3 separate regions of the Mus musculus genome follow, and regions 1 and 3 are each linked to region 2. Evidence: chromatin contacts called from public Hi-C and HiCAR-type data. All regions are on one chromosome and are shown on one strand. The core of a region is the stretch at or near the end of the contact, and the rest is flanking DNA. Distances in the headings are between cores, read along the strand shown. Region 1 overlaps Sipa1l2 (signal-induced proliferation-associated 1 like 2). Region 2 overlaps Disc1 (disrupted in schizophrenia 1). Region 3 has its middle 48 kb from the start of Gm30713.

The links. A called contact is a pair of places that touch in the nucleus more often than the background predicts. HiCAR-type assays count read pairs that join an accessible place to other places.
Region 1: a contact with region 2 is called in a HiCAR-type map of astrocytes, with 2.3 times the contacts expected there. The contact joins two enhancer-like sites. A contact is called at or near these places in 2 of 39 promoter capture datasets (the 3T3-L1 cell line and maxillary cranial neural crest), 5 of 484 Hi-C or Micro-C datasets (the HL-1 cell line, bone marrow-derived macrophages, cerebellum and 2 more) and 3 of 115 datasets of contacts at active chromatin or transcription factors (astrocytes, bone marrow-derived macrophages and oligodendrocyte precursor cells).
Region 3: a contact with region 2 is called in a Hi-C map of the N1E-115 cell line, with 15 times the contacts expected there. The contact joins two enhancer-like sites. A contact is called at or near these places in 6 of 484 Hi-C or Micro-C datasets (B cells, CD4 T cells, the HL-1 cell line and 3 more) and 2 of 115 datasets of contacts at active chromatin or transcription factors (memory CD8 T cells and microglia).

What each region holds. Positions count from the first base shown.
Region 1 is chr8:125,428,048-125,432,984 of GRCm38.p6, reverse strand. The region is part of intron 19 of Sipa1l2 (signal-induced proliferation-associated 1 like 2); the gene reads left to right. Among named protein-coding and RNA genes, the nearest start is that of Gm30713, 45 kb to the right of the region's middle. Within about 2 kb of position 3,499, at least 29 of the 459 cell types and tissues checked have an H3K27ac peak or open chromatin away from gene starts, as enhancers often do. A contact at or near this core is called in astrocytes and oligodendrocyte precursor cells, where this site is marked.
Region 2 is chr8:125,066,487-125,071,410 of GRCm38.p6, reverse strand. The region is part of intron 1 of Disc1 (disrupted in schizophrenia 1); the gene reads right to left. Among named protein-coding and RNA genes, the nearest start is that of Disc1, 15 kb to the right of the region's middle. Within about 2 kb of position 3,615, at least 212 of the 459 cell types and tissues checked have an H3K27ac peak or open chromatin away from gene starts, as enhancers often do. A contact at or near this core is called in the N1E-115 cell line, astrocytes, memory CD8 T cells and 1 more, where this site is marked.
Region 3 is chr8:125,335,780-125,340,759 of GRCm38.p6, reverse strand. No RefSeq gene overlaps it. Among named protein-coding and RNA genes, the nearest start is that of Gm30713, 48 kb to the left of the region's middle. Within about 2 kb of position 2,864, at least 58 of the 459 cell types and tissues checked have an H3K27ac peak or open chromatin away from gene starts, as enhancers often do. A contact at or near this core is called in the N1E-115 cell line and memory CD8 T cells, where this site is marked.

The sequences.
Region 1 (4,937 bases), core at 2,250-4,749, 360 kb before region 2:
CAGAGGTCTAAATCCCTAAATTCTGTTCCATGGACCAACTGCCACCTGACGCACAAGCCCCTTTTCCTCCTCAGCCTCGTTGCCCTGTGGGAAAAGCAAACCTGCTTGCCTAGCTCATACTGTCTCACCTTGAAGCACACCCGGGTGACATAGGAGGGACCCACATGAGGCCAGGCCGGAGCTTCCAGGTTTAACACAGATGACTGAAGCAGGATTGCTTGCCCCTTGCAGCTCTCTATCTCTGTGGGTCTTGGCTCCTTTTAAGCCTATGGGCCACTGTGGGTGAATTGAGCCTGTGGTCAGTTGGCCACCGTGGGTCAGCTGAGCCTGTGGTCCCTGGGCCGCCGTGGGTCAGCTGAGCTTGTGGTCCGAGGGCCGCCGTGGGTCAGCTGAGTTCTGAGAGTTCTCCAGCTAGCATGCTGCCTTTGGTCAGCAGTGAGGCTGTGACTGTCCAGTTGAAGCTGCACTGGGGAGCAGCCCTCTCCAGCTTTTTGGGAACTGTACGCACAGTAGATGAAGACCCTGCTTCCAGGAGTTGGGCTTAGTGGGATGTGGGGCCACAACTCTTAGGAATGTTTGCCGTTGTTCACTTGTATTGTCTTTCTCATGACTGTGGCCAAAACCTGACAAGCAATGGCTTGTGAGAGGACAAACCTCCTTTATCTCATGGTTTGAGAGGGACCCTTGACAGCATGGTGGTGGGCAGACCTTGGCTGGGGAGTGGGCAGTGGGTGTTAGTTCATACCTCAGTGGACTAGGAAGTAGGCCAGGCTATAATGACCCGCCTCTCAAGTTTCTATAACTTCCCAAAGCACCATCCCAGCTAAGGACAAGAACTCAAACACACTAGCCCTCAAGGACATCCTACATACTAGCCCATGGGAACGTATTACACACTAGCCCATTGGGACATTTTACACACTAGCCCCCAGGGACGTTTTACACACTAGCTTATGGGAACATTTTATATACTAGCCCACAGAGGCATCTCAGACACACTAGTCTATGGGGATATTTTACACACTAGCCCACAGGGACATCTCAGACATACTAGTCTATGGGGATATTTTACACACTAGCCCACAGGGACATCTCAGACACACTAGCCTGCAGGGACATCTTAGACACACTAGCCTATGGGGACATTTTACACACCAGCCCAGGGGGACATCTCAGACACACTAGCCTGCAGGGACATTTTAGACACACTACCCTATGGGGACATTTTACACACTAGCCCAGGGGGACATCTCAGACACACTAGCCTACAAGGACATCTTACATACAATCTGACACTTCAGCATTCTTTCTGCTCCCATCTTTATAGCAGATGAATTGATTGGGACTGTTCACAGGGCTGGCCTTCAGGCCTCATCAGAGGGTGTGGCCCTAGGGCTCACAGCCTCCATTGGCTCCTCACACCTGTGACATCAGGCTTTGGGAAACAGGTTGGATCATCTCCCAGAGGGGTGTCAGGTTACAGAAGGCAAGGACTGCTACTGTAACCCATCCTCTCCTCTTGTGACCTAGCCTGCTGAAGAGACCTTCTGTTTACCCATGTCTCTGGGGCGCGTGTCTACAGGGTGGGACGGGGGTGTTGCTCCAAGGCAGGATTGCTGAGAGGGGACACTGTAAGTCAACATACCCTTCCTACTTCCCACTAGTGAGTCTCTCCCTCCAGGAAACAGTCTCAATGGTGTCCATATACTTAATTATTTCCCTGTTACAAACTGCTGAAGGTGGTGGATTCAGACTTTAGTACCATGTTGATAGAAGTAGCAGCTAGCACATCTGCAAACAGTTTTTTTGGGGGGGTGAAACATCAGTGCAACTGATTCCTCCAGTCAGAAACCTTAGGTCAGCAGCCATGACATGCAGGAGAGCTTGCCTGGTTGAACTCACGAGCACTCCCTCATGACAAACACTCATGGGACGCTGATCTGAGACTTCAGTTGCCGTACCTTCTTACCCCAGCACATGCGCGGTAGAAGGGTGGGATGAGGCTCTTCAGCAATGCAGCTGCTTCCCTCCCAGGTGCTTGTGTTCCCCTAAGTCACCCCAGGAAACTCCCTGGCTCACCAAGCCACCTTGAGTGGGGTCTTCCCTCTGGTTTGTCAAGGGTGTGTCTGCATCTGGGATGAATATGTTTCCTTCCACCAACTTATGGACAGACAACATGATTCCTACTTAGAAAATCAAAACAAGAATCCCTCCCTGGAAGTTGTGTGTCCCGTTGACGTGCCTCATTCATCACCAGAAAGGTCATGTTCATCTTCACTGAGCTAAAGCGTGGGTGCTTGGATGCTGTCATGTTATTCAAGAGTACAGCCAAGGCACCAGATTCACCACCCCCATTACAACTGTGTGTTACTGAGACCACCGGATAAGTCACCAGCACCCTCCAGAGAGGAATGTGTTCCCGGGCTTGCTGACCACAGGCAGTGAGACAATTCAAGAAACTAGAGATGAAACTTGAGGTCTGAACTTTGGAGATGTGTGATATATTACTCTGATAACTGGCTAAGAAGAATTAAGGACTGCAGAGGGGCTGGGGAGACTGTCTGGTGGGTAACATCACGTTCAGAGTTTGAATTCCCAGCACTACATCAAAGCTAAACACTGACTGCACACCTATAACCCAGCCTTGTTGGGGGGAGCTGAAATAGGCAGGTCCAGGAGCTTGCTAAAGAAGGAATGAAGTAAAAGAAATCCGTTTTAAAATACAGCAGCAAGTAAGGCATCCGTGCACTGTGTAGACAGAGCAGTAGAGTGTTGTGTAGACAGAGCAGTAGAGTGCTGTGTAGACAGAGCAGTAGAGTGCTGTGTAGACAGAGCAGTAGAGTGCTGTGTAGACAGAGCAGTAGAGTGTTGTGTAGACAGAGCAGTAGAGTGTTGTGTAGACAGAGCAGTAGAGTGTGTCTTTGGACGCTGACTGGCATTTGGCAGACATGGTCCCAAGTGGTACAAACAGAGCAAGATGGAGTTGATGTGAGAGAGGAGGCTCCTGGGGCTAGAGCAGATTGCCATCCCCTGGAGAAGTCACAGGTTCTGTAAGGCCTCTCTTGGGCTTGTGTCATGGGACCTTGTCATGTTTGGGGTCTTGCTGTCCCCTGCAGAATGCATACCTTGCCCATGCCTGTCATCCCCTACTTAAAACCTACGCAGGAGGTGAAGCGCAGCCTCAGTGCCTGCCTGGGCAGCAGGAGGAGATCCTGACTCAAAAAGCGCAGGGCTTGGATCCCATATCTTGTATCACAAGAAACAGAACTCTCCCTAGGAAACTCAGACACAGTTCCCCAGTGCCAGGAATTAGCTTCGAGACTAAAGGGAACCTGTCACCAGACCATCTATAGATGGCAACTCAGAAAGTCCCTAGCTAATGGCCTCCTCTGCCCGTGCCCTAGCTGACTCTGGTGGGGCTCTCCCTCAACACAGTGCTTGTTGGGCTGTCTTTGGAATGGGGGGAGGCCATGCACCTGGCCCTGCTCTGAGGCCTCTGCCAGGCTGGCTCCATTTGCACTGACAACGAGGTGCCGCCTCTCCTCACCCCACCCCTCATTCCTTCACACTTTCTCATTGCCTGTTCTCTGGGTGACACTAAAGAAAGATTAAAAGAAGTTATTGAGGAATGTCCGCTGCATAGGAATAAATTTCATGGTGACATAATTGAGTATTTATTGCAAGACACAATAGGGGATGAAGAACAAAGGGCAAAGTGTGGAGGTCACTGAAAAGCCACCGAGAATGTTCCAAAACCAAGTGTCACTCAGAACTACCAAGCTCAGTGAGTTGTTTTCAGTTTCAAAGAATAATGGTGCCCTTGTGCAAGGCTTTCCTGAAATCTAGCGGCAGCTTTCTTATGTAATAGAATTCTTTTTCAAATCTCTTAAAAAGAGAGCCCCATTTAGACAGCCTGGGTCTGTAAGATTGCAGTGAGAAAGCATAGTGAACTGCTGTAGTGGGTGGGGATTATTCATTGTTACAGTCGAGAGTTTAACTAGTTTAATAAAAGAAAAGCTTTAATTATAGTAAGTTATAGTAGGTGAAGTAATTAAGAGTGATTATCCTAATTTCTTAAAAGTATATCTAATGGAATTGGGACCGATTTCTAATCAGAGATAAGACTTGAGAGATCCTAACACAGTCTTGTGGAGGATGTAGCCTGATTCCCAGATAGTCTACAGGATGCAGTTGGGAATATGCTGATGAGCAGGGTTTCCTCAGAAGTTAAACAAGAAGCTGCCTTAGTTTCTTTCTCATTGCTGAAATAAGATGCCCTGACAGAGCAATGTGAGGGAGAAGCATGAACTCTGACTCACAGTTCCTAAGAGAATAGTCCCCCGTGCAGGGAAGGGTTTGCATTGCTGTGAGCAGACACCATGATCAAGGCAGCTCCTATGAAGGACAAGGTTTACTTGGGGCTGGCTCGCAGGTTCAGAGGTTCAGTCCATTACTATAAAGGTGGGAACATGGCAGCATCCAGGCAGGCATGGTGCAGGAGGAGCTGAGAGTTCTATGTCTTCATCTGAAGGCTGCTAGGAGAAGACTGGCTTCCAAAGTCTTAAAGTCCACCCCCTCGGTGACATACCTACTCCAACAAGGCTACACCTACTCCAACATGACCACACCTCATAATAATGCCACTCCCTGTGCCAAACATATTCAGAGCATCAGCAAAGGCATGGTGTGGTTGCCCACAGCATTGGAAGCTGGTTGGTCCCATTATGTCCACGCACAGGACACAAGACTAGGACCTGGATGTGGTGTGGCTCTGCATTTCGCTCTGAGAGGGAAGCACCAATACACTGCTGGGGCGTGGGAAAATGCAGCCTAAGAGGAGGGAGGCCAAAGCTGGGGTTCCCTGACTCCAAGGCATTCAGTCACCACTGGAAACCGCACAGAGGAGTTGAAAGGGAGGATCAGGGTCCACAGGCCTT
Region 2 (4,924 bases), core at 2,366-4,865:
ATAGGCACACACACACATGCTATCATCAGAGGGAAAGGACAACCTTTCACCAGTTTGAAATGTAACTGACAAAGACTACACCATGTGCAGTGCAAAAACAGTTTTGTCATGAAGCTGAGGCTTTCTCCTTGACAGGAGAACACAAGAAGCACATGTGTCCCAGGCCATATTCTGTGACTCTGGAATATCTTTTATATCATTAGGGAACATGCCTCACCCATATTGATACAGGAGTGAGCCCTGGAAGTGAAATTGTTATCAAATAACCTATAAAGCCATGCCAACCAGCATTTCCAAGAAGCAAGATGGGAGTTCACACCAATGACACTCCCACACACACACACACAAAAAAATTAAGGCTTAAAAAATAATAAAGCCATTTCACTGTACATACAGCATCATGCCTAGAGCTCACAACACTACCATAAGCAAGGTTTCCTCAGAGGGTAGATTTTGTGATTTGTGTGCACCAATAGAAAAAAAGCACTGGTAGGGCCAGGGAGGTGGCTCAGTCGGTAAAGGGGCTTGCTACAAAATCTTGAGGACCTGAGTTCAATCCCTGGAGCCCATATAAAAGTAGAAGGAGAGAACTGATTCCACAGAGCTGCCCTTTGACCTTCACACATGTGCTGTGGCATGCACAACCATACACACTCATTCTCCCAATAAATAAATTTACAAGGAATTAATTCAACAACAACAACAAAAGAGTTGGGCAGAAATTCAGGGAGGAGACAGGGTTGATGGCAGTGACTTCATGAGTGTATAAGCATCCCCAATTCATCAGATGTGTGCACTAACATATGTGCATATGTGCATGTGTAAGGCATGTGTGCATGTGTATATACATGTCTCTGTCTGTGGACATGTGAGTCCAGGTACACTGGACCCTACCTAGATCACACTCCACTCTATTGACTAAGACAGGCTGGCTTGCCTGGTCTAGCTACCCAGCTTTCCCTGGGGATCCTCTGCCTCCATCTCCTGAGAGCTGGGGCGTGGGTCTGACGAGATTAGGGCCTCAACTCTGGTCTTCACACTTATACATTAGGTGTGGCAGGTACGCTACCCATTGAGTCATCTTCCCAGCCACATACAGTGTTGTGTACCAATCTTCCTCAAGGAAGCCATTCTTAGGGTGAAAGAGGAATGTCTTCCCAAGACTTCTCTGTGGCCACAACCTCTCGCCCTAGACTCCCATCAGAGACCTAAGACAGCAAGTGAAAACTGTGTCTGCCTCAGCCTCTGGCACCTTAACTGTCAGAGGATGGGCACCCCCTTTTTGGCTCCCTCTGCTTCTCTTGGTTTCTTTCCTCTGCAGCATGCTGGGAATTGCTAAAAAACGTGCAGAACCAAGTAACAAGCCTAAAAGCCAGCTGAAGGCCTCTCGGCTGACACCGATTGTCACATTTTATTTATGTGCTAGGGAAAGGATTCGGTGCCCTTTAATCAGATTAGCTCTAGAATTTGCCAGCGTTCTCTGAGCATTCCATCTGTCTCACCTTATTAGCCCGGGCCTTAAATATTCCCCTGGGGAGATTAGTGGAGTGCAGGTTTCCTTCCAGCAGAAGTCACATGACACAAGATGGCAGATATTCCTCTATAAGACCCAAGAGTGACTCATTGTCCTGGGCCTTGTGATAATATAAAGAGCTCAGGGGTTATGGTCAGTGATGACCCTGGACTGAGCAAACAGAATGTTTCCTGTTAGTACCAAAACATAAGGTGTACCTTGCTTCGCACTGAAAAGACCTGGTACTCAGACAAGGGAGGTGGGGTTTGCAGCCGCTCACCTACACAGACGGGTCTCCTCTCTAGAAACTAACAATCTCATGTTTAGAGCTTAAGGGGGTGTGGCATTAGCTAAAGCCCTCTGATGTCCCTGGGGCGGGCTGGCAATTTCTCAGGGAAGTGAAAATGACATTCTCCTGGCATCCAGGCACCTGGAGGATCTGTTGAGGCTACGGCTTCCCAGACAGACTCTCACAGAAGCCCGGCCATTTCCTTCACAGAAGAGCAGGTTTCTGCAGGGGAGCACTTGGCGTGATTAGCCTTCAGCTGACAGAGAAGAAAGCCTGGAGGGAGATGGCTCTGTGTGACCTTAAGTGACATTATTAAGCAGCTTTTCCCATGGCTGTGACCAAAAACCTGACAAGAAACAACCTAAGAGGAGGCAAGTGTATTCTGGCCCAGGGTTTGAGAGCGCAAGTCTCCCCCTGGAAACCACCGAAGATCATCAACTCGCCTCTGGAACCTCTCCGGTGAGCTCCCTTCATCCCCCAAACCCACAGTTTAGCATCCTCAAACTCCTGACCTTCACTCTTGCCTTCTTCTTTCCATTAGAAACACCCACAATTCCTTCAGTCAACCCAGGTGATTTGAGACATATCCAAAAATTGATAGTTTTAGACTTCACCACATCTACCCTTCAAGCTCCTCCAAGCCACACTGGGGAAAGCTATGCACAGATGCTTCGGACACAAGCATCTATGGGAAACCATTGTTCTAACTCCTGGAACTATCTTTAGGAGATGGAGGAGGGCAGAAGGTGAAAGGAAGGGGGAGAAGAAGGCGATGGAAAGGAGAGGGGGATGGTTCAGCAGTTAAGAGCTCTGGCTGCTCTTCCAGAGGTCCTGAGTTCAATTCCCAGCAGCTTCATGGTGTCTTACAGTCATCTATAATGAGATCTGGTGCCCTCTTCTGGCCTGCAGGCATACTTGCAGGCAGAATGCTGTATACATAATAAATATATAAATCTAAAAAAATAAAATAAAATAAACAAAAAACAATACCCTAGCTAAACGCAAATGAGGGGAAGAAAGGGTTTCTTCCTCAGATTATCACTGAGGGAAGTCAGGGCAGAAACTCAAACAAAAACTTGATGCAGAAATCATGGCAGAAGGTGACTGCTTGCTGGCTGGCTCACAGGCTCATGCTTAACTAACTTTCTTATACAATCCAGACAATCTGTCTAAGGAATGGTGCCACCCAAAGTGGGCTGAGACTGCCTACATCAATTAACGAACATGTTGATCCTTCACAGGCACACCACAGGCCAATCTGAGTTAGGCAATCCCTCACTTGAGACTTCCTTCTCAGATGACAGTTACAGTCAACCAGGACAGGCACAGCACATCAAAGCAGGCAAGGAATGGTGACAGGAGCTTGGGCATCTGGTCTCATGGCATCCACAGTCAGGAAGCTGAGAGAGAGATGAACGCGCCACAGATATTTTTCTGTTTGGTTCCTGTAGCGTCACCACAGACGTGCCAAGGTCAGCAGTAAGATGGCAGAGGCATAAATGCAATGACCCATCCTGGGGCACAGTGAGGTCACCAGACACACCCTCCAGGATGCTATGCCAGCTAAGCTAGCAATGTTGATGATACACCCCTGCTGCCACATAGAGACCATCAGCCAAACCCCAAAAGCTGCCCCTCAGGAGAGGGCATCCGTGAGCTGAGAAATTAGAATATAAGTTGCTGAGGCCACATGCCCCATCCCATGGGACCTCATTGGCATAGTCCCAGACTGCGGCCTGCCTTGACTGTGTGACGTTGTCTTATATTGTCTACTGTCATCCCCGTGACAGTTTCAGGAAGCAAGCATGCGGTGCTCAGCACACAGGCAGAGATTAGAATCAAACAGCTCGTCCCTGCCCACACAGCTAGTGAGTGAGTGACAGGGGCTGTCGGAGACTTGGAATCGAGTCACCTCTCCTCAATAGTCTTGATAAAGTGCCTACTATGAGGCCAGCTTTGTACAAATGGCACGATCATCCCTGAAAGCACAAGGAAGCTAGCTGGGACTCTTCCCTTTCATTGCTGGGAGAACTTGGACGGAAAGTCCCCTGGCTGCCGGAAACGCTACTGTTCAGTTTGTTTGTATGCTAGTTGCTACCTCATTCAGAGGGGAGTGGGGGGGGGGGGGGAACATGGCTAGGTCTGAGGGGACAATGGGAACTCATAGCTGCTCTGAAGCCAGCATTTCCTGTGGGTTTTCTGCAGCTGAAACAAGAAGCCCTTTGACTGTGGCTCCTGTGGGGTTCCAGGAAGCAAGCTGGCCTTTTCTGCTCTGAGAGGCCTTTGACAATGCGGAAGGAACACCCTGAGCGTGGGCCAAGTAGGCTGTCCTGCGGCCAGTGTCACAGAAGTGGTAACAGTTCACAAGCAACAGTTCCAAAACTTTACCCAGAGCCTGCAGGGTTCTGCAGGAAGGCAAAGGCAGCGTGCCCCAGTCCCAGGGTTGGTCTGCGAGCGTTTAGTAATGGTTTTATTAAGTACCTTCAAAACATACTCACTTCCCATCCTGTAGCGTAAAAGCCCAAAAAAGGTCTTCTTTGGGGTCAGGGCGCCCTCTGTAGGTATGAAGTTGTACATGCAAGAATGTTCTGCCAGTGGATGCCTGCTTGTCAGTCACATGGAGAAACCAAACACAGTATCCTAGGAGAGGGCCTTACACAGATGCCATTGCACAGAGATGGCGGCTACACAAGGTCCAGACAAAATCAAGCAAGAAGCCCAAAGCTCTGCCGGTTCTGGGATCTCCACAAGGCCAGTGCAAGCTGCACTCGAAGCCCTTGGTTTGTGTGATCAGCCTACCCCATTACCTCCTGTGCCAGTGATTTGCTGCAACACTGAGATAATACCACTAACTAAAGAATTCTTCACAGAACTGTTGCTGCTGGCTGCTCTCTCACATGCAAAGGAAACACCATTTCCCTGCATTCTGGTGGTTAAACAAAAGCCAGCATCCCCCATGAGCTCCTACAGTCCCTCTGCCAAAGGGGCCATTTCCCTTTTCAGTGGCAGAAGGAACACATGGCTATGTGAGGTGGCTATAAGCATTCCAAAACCCATGCTGACCTCAGGCTCCCTCAGGATCACTAGTACCCATCTCTTCTTAGCCCCCTACACACACACAC
Region 3 (4,980 bases), core at 1,615-4,114, 270 kb before region 2:
GGTCTAGGGATCCAAGGTGAGAACAAGGGCTTATCCTGCCCTCTGTGAGCTTGTGTTTAAGTCATGAAGGATAGACACTAAATGGCAAGTGGCAGACAAGGAAGATGACATCTGCAGGCATTGCATGTGGTGAAGGATGACGGGGCAGGTAATGAAGCAGCAGATACTGAAGCCACACTTCAAGGGGACAGGGTCAGGGAAACTTTCCTAAGAGATGACATAGCAGAGCCTCCTGGAGCCAGCAACTCTAAAAGCATCCTGGAAAGATGGCTTCTACAAATGAGAGAAGCGCTTTGAGGTGGGATGGCTTCATTTCCCAGGGACTGACTGTTAACAGCACTGAGCATGGAGTGAGTTCTCACGCAGAGGACCCATAGCCAAAGCTGTAGTGTGAACTTGCTCTCTGTGCAGCAACGCACACTGGAGGGGGCTGGACAGGAAGTAGAAAGATCATATCCACTTGTAAAGAAAATTTGACCTTTAGGTTCCCTTCAGCAGCTTCAGAAGTCCTGGAGACAGGTGCCAAGCTCAACTTTAGCACTAAAAGACTTTCCTTCTGTCTGTAGCTTATTATGTTGAAAATAAGCTTGACTCACTAAGATTAAACACTACAAAGAGCTGTCCCCCCCAGCATCCCTTTCTCTCCTTTTTATTTGGCGCACACGCACACACACACACACACATACACACAAAACCTCCTAATGCTGCAATTCTGATCATGGTGTACTTTTTAATTAAGAAAGTATATCAAACATAAAAAGACTCTGGGTCAAAATGGGCAAGCCATCTTCACTTTAATTGATGTGACCGCGGCCATTTAGATATTTCATATTTGTTATTAAGCCTGCAGGGAAAGTGGGCACCCCAGGTCATCAGACCAACAGAAAGGGAACCGCTCGTCTAATTTAGGTCTAATTTGGATTAGTGCTGGCTAAGGGTTCTGTAGGTCAGCCAGGCCTATGTCATCAGAGAACAGAAAACAAGACAGTTATATTTCATACTTTAACCTAGCCACTCATGTCCATGGGAGATAGAGCCCTGTGGGTGGCAAGACTGTTTCATTCTTAAGACTGGTTGGAAATTTGCTGCAGTGAGTTCCATAGCTCCATGCTTCAGTTTCATGATGCCCACCACAGGCAGCTGGGAAAATGAATGCCAGCAGCCGCCTAATTAGATGACCCCAGCTAAGGAAGACAGGGCCTGTTACACAGAACACTCTCTCATACCCTCTGCCAGCTCCTGCTCACAGTGGAGTCTGTAATGCTCTGATTTCTACCTTTGAGTATCATAGAAGGGCAGAAAATAAAGGAAGAAATTGCTTATTTACCTGTTAACTTCTACTATAGATGGATCTTGGACACACGTAAGAATCTGACTCCAATCTAAATGTAAGAGGGGTGTCATGGGAAGGAGTGTTCTATCCATCATGAAGAGTTCCACGCAAACTGTTCAGCCCTCCTGGACTTCTGACCCTTCCACCCAAACCCAAAGGACAAAAAAACAGGAAAAGGGGCATGAAGTCTACACAGGAAAACACACATGAAGGCCACACAGGAAAACACACATGAAGACCACACAGGAAAACATACATGAAGACCACACAGGAAAACATACATGAAGACCACATAGGAAAACATACATGAAGGCAACACAGGAAAACACACATGAAATACACACAGGAAAACATACATGAAGGCTACACAGGGCTTTTTAAGGTCATGCTCAACAAACCACTGCAGGAGAATACTCAAGTTGATAAGGTTGCCTGACCCCATTTTTCTTACCTTTGTGTCACCATGACAGGAATACTTGACAAGAACAACTTAAGAGAGGGTTGTTTTAGCACATGGTCTCAGTCAACGATGGTGGGAGGGCATGGTAGAGGGAGCCTATGAATTTCTCACATCGTGGTGGACTGGGCGCAGTGGTCTGGGATTAGAGGCTGGGGAGAACTTTCTAAGGCCTGCCCTCAGTGACCTGCTTTTACCAGCCAGGCCCTACTTGGTGACCATCCCACAACCAGGATATTCAGCAAGAATTAACTCAGTTCTTAAAAAAATATTTCTGTGCGATGCAACTTTGCAATTGAGTTGTTGATTTTGTTTTTGAGACAGGCTTGCATGTAGCCCAGGCTGGCTTTTGACTTGCTAGGCAGCCAAGGCTGACCTTGAAAACCTGAGTGCCAGAGTCACAGGTGTGCACTCAGCTGGATTCATAGCGGTTATGTATAAAAACAGAATTGCAAAGTTCCTTGAAGTTTAACAAGAAGCTCCTGCCAACCTGCGGAACCTGCCTGAATGCGGGAAGAGGCTCCACCTCTGCCTCAGGGGGCAGTGGTCCTGCCCTGCCCTCCTCTGGCCAGTGAGCAGACTCCTCTTTCCTCCCAGACCTTACTTCTTGATGGTGGTACCGTTTGAATTCCAGCTCTGAGTCTGGCTTCCATGACCTTCAGACACGGACAGTGTGCTAAGGTGACACCCACTCAGAATGTCACCGAGAGGCTCCCTTCAGATGTGGAATTCTGAGATGAACTTCCAGTCCTGCCTTTGTGAACCACATGGGCAGTGTGATCCCAGGCTTATAAATTTTATAACACCCGCGAATGCTGGAGGAGACACATTTCAGAGATGGTTAAACAAGACCCTGAATTCCCTCGTGGACTATTTTTAAGGCTATCAATCTCTGTATTTGTCTCAGTTTACAGCCCTAATAGCCATTCTTTGCCTGTGTGCACACCCATAAATAAACCGAACGTAAAGGAGAAGGTAATTTAGATATAATGGAAGAAGCAACGCCTACACTGTCCATCTCGGGTGACTCAGCTCTTCCTCGCTGCCTATCACTTTTTGCGAGATCCTAGCTGCACTCCGTTCTGTAGACGTACTTTGCAGGCAGCAATCTGATTTCCAAAGGCTCCAGGAAAGACTCCCAGGATGGAAGATGAGTAGCTGAAGGAATTCTGAAATGCCAGAAGCCACAGCCCCAGAATGTACCCGGGAGCCCCGGGGGCGTTTGTGTACTGCAGCTAAACAAACACAAACGTAACAGCGCACACTTCCTACCACCCGGTTCTCCTCACATCAAAGTTTATTGATATGTTCAGAGGCCCAGATAGCGCGCAGATGCCCACATCAAAGGGCCCTGGTTGGAGCAGGCTTATCTGTCAGTTCCTAATTTCTGCAGTGCTTGCTCGCTAGTTCAGAGTGTCTGTTCTGTTTCTCTTTGTTATGCACAAGAATAATGTTGCAAGTTTGAATTATGAGACTGTCTCTTTGTTCACTTTGTTTTATCTCGATACATAGCTCCTGACCCAAAATATAGCTCTCTCTTCAGGAAGAGTAAGAGATAGATTAATCTCAAGCCAAATAGGTATGACTGTCCTTTTTGGCTTTCTGTTGCTGTGGTAAACACCATAACCAAAAGTAACAGGGAAGGTAAAGGTTTGTTTGGTTTACAGATAATAGAGTCCACTGTTATAGTTAGGGTTTCATTGCTGTGAAGAAACACTACGACCAAGGCAACTCTTATAAAGGACAACATTTAACTGGGGCTGGCCTACAGGTTCAGAGGTTCAGTCCATTATCATCATGATGGGAACCAAGGCAGCATCCAGGCAGACATGGTGCAGGAGGAGCCAAGAGTTCTACGTCCTCATTTGAAGGCAGTTAGGAGTTTCTCTTCTCACTGGGTGGAGCCTGAGCATAAAGACCTCAAAACTCACCCCCACAGTGGCACACTTCCTCTGACAAGGCCACACCTCCTAATAGTGCTACTCTGTAAGGCCAAGGATTCAACACACATGAATAGGCCAAACCCATTCAAACCACCACATCCACCATCAAAGGGACCCAAGGCAGGAACCCGATTAGCTGTCACAATGAACATAGTCTGGGAATGAGATTCTGGTCACCTCGGAGAGCACATTCCAGTGTGGAAAGAGTGTTAGGGAGCTACAGAGCAAAGGGAAGTTGTGAGGCAAGGCAGTTTTAAAAACACATTAGTGGAAATACTGGGTAGCTTGGTTATAGCAAATGAGGGAAAACTCACTTGGCTCCGTGTGCTTAGGTGCTGCCTGCTGGCATTTGGAGCTTCTGGGTTGGTGGAAGCTGGGGGTGGGGATGGGGGTGGGGGTGGGGTCTGTTGCATTAACACATCCCAAAGACTTAACCTGATAGTTAACACACAGCGACCTAGGACACACACAGACACACAGAGAATGAGAGGAAAGAGTTAAAAAACAAAAACAAAAACAAAAGATTGCCCTTTTCTGTGCTGTAAATCGATTAAAATAAAATACAGCTGTTATAAAGTTAGAGTCCCCGTGGGATGAGGGACATGCAGGAGTCCAGTAGGTCTCCCTCCCCATCCACAGCTACAAGCGACTCTCGCCGGCTCCTTGCTCTTCCGAAATTTCATCAAGACTGCGAAGGAAAGATGCCCGATGTGGCATTGTGCTCACACGACGCTCTTCCTTTGTCCTTCCTCTCCGTAACAAATCGCCTCTAAAAGCACACAGCTTTTGCTGCCTCGCACGCAGCCACGCCGCGTGTGGCTACTTAAGATGAAATTGAATCATCAATTATTCATTACAGAATTAGAATTAGCCGAAATGAAATACGGCGGAGATCCTCGAAGAAGACCTCAGTGCTCCGTGCCCCTGTGCCCAGCGACTACCAGCGGCTCTCTTCTGAATGTGGGCCAAACACACTTGTTTGTTTGTTTTGAGACAGTGTCATTGTATAGGCCTGGCTGGTCTTACCATGTAGCACCGGCAGACTTAACTCCAAGTCCTCCTGCTTCAGCCTTCCAGGTGTTGGTGTTAAAAGCATGAGCCACAGGGCCCTGAAGCTGTAACTGTTGGCACAGTGTGGAATTAATGCTTTCTGTCCTCACCCTCTTTGGTTTGGTTTTGCTCCCAGGATCTTAACCGTAAGAAATCAGAGCCGCACCCCTGCCTGGATTCAGCATCCAGTGTGGGAG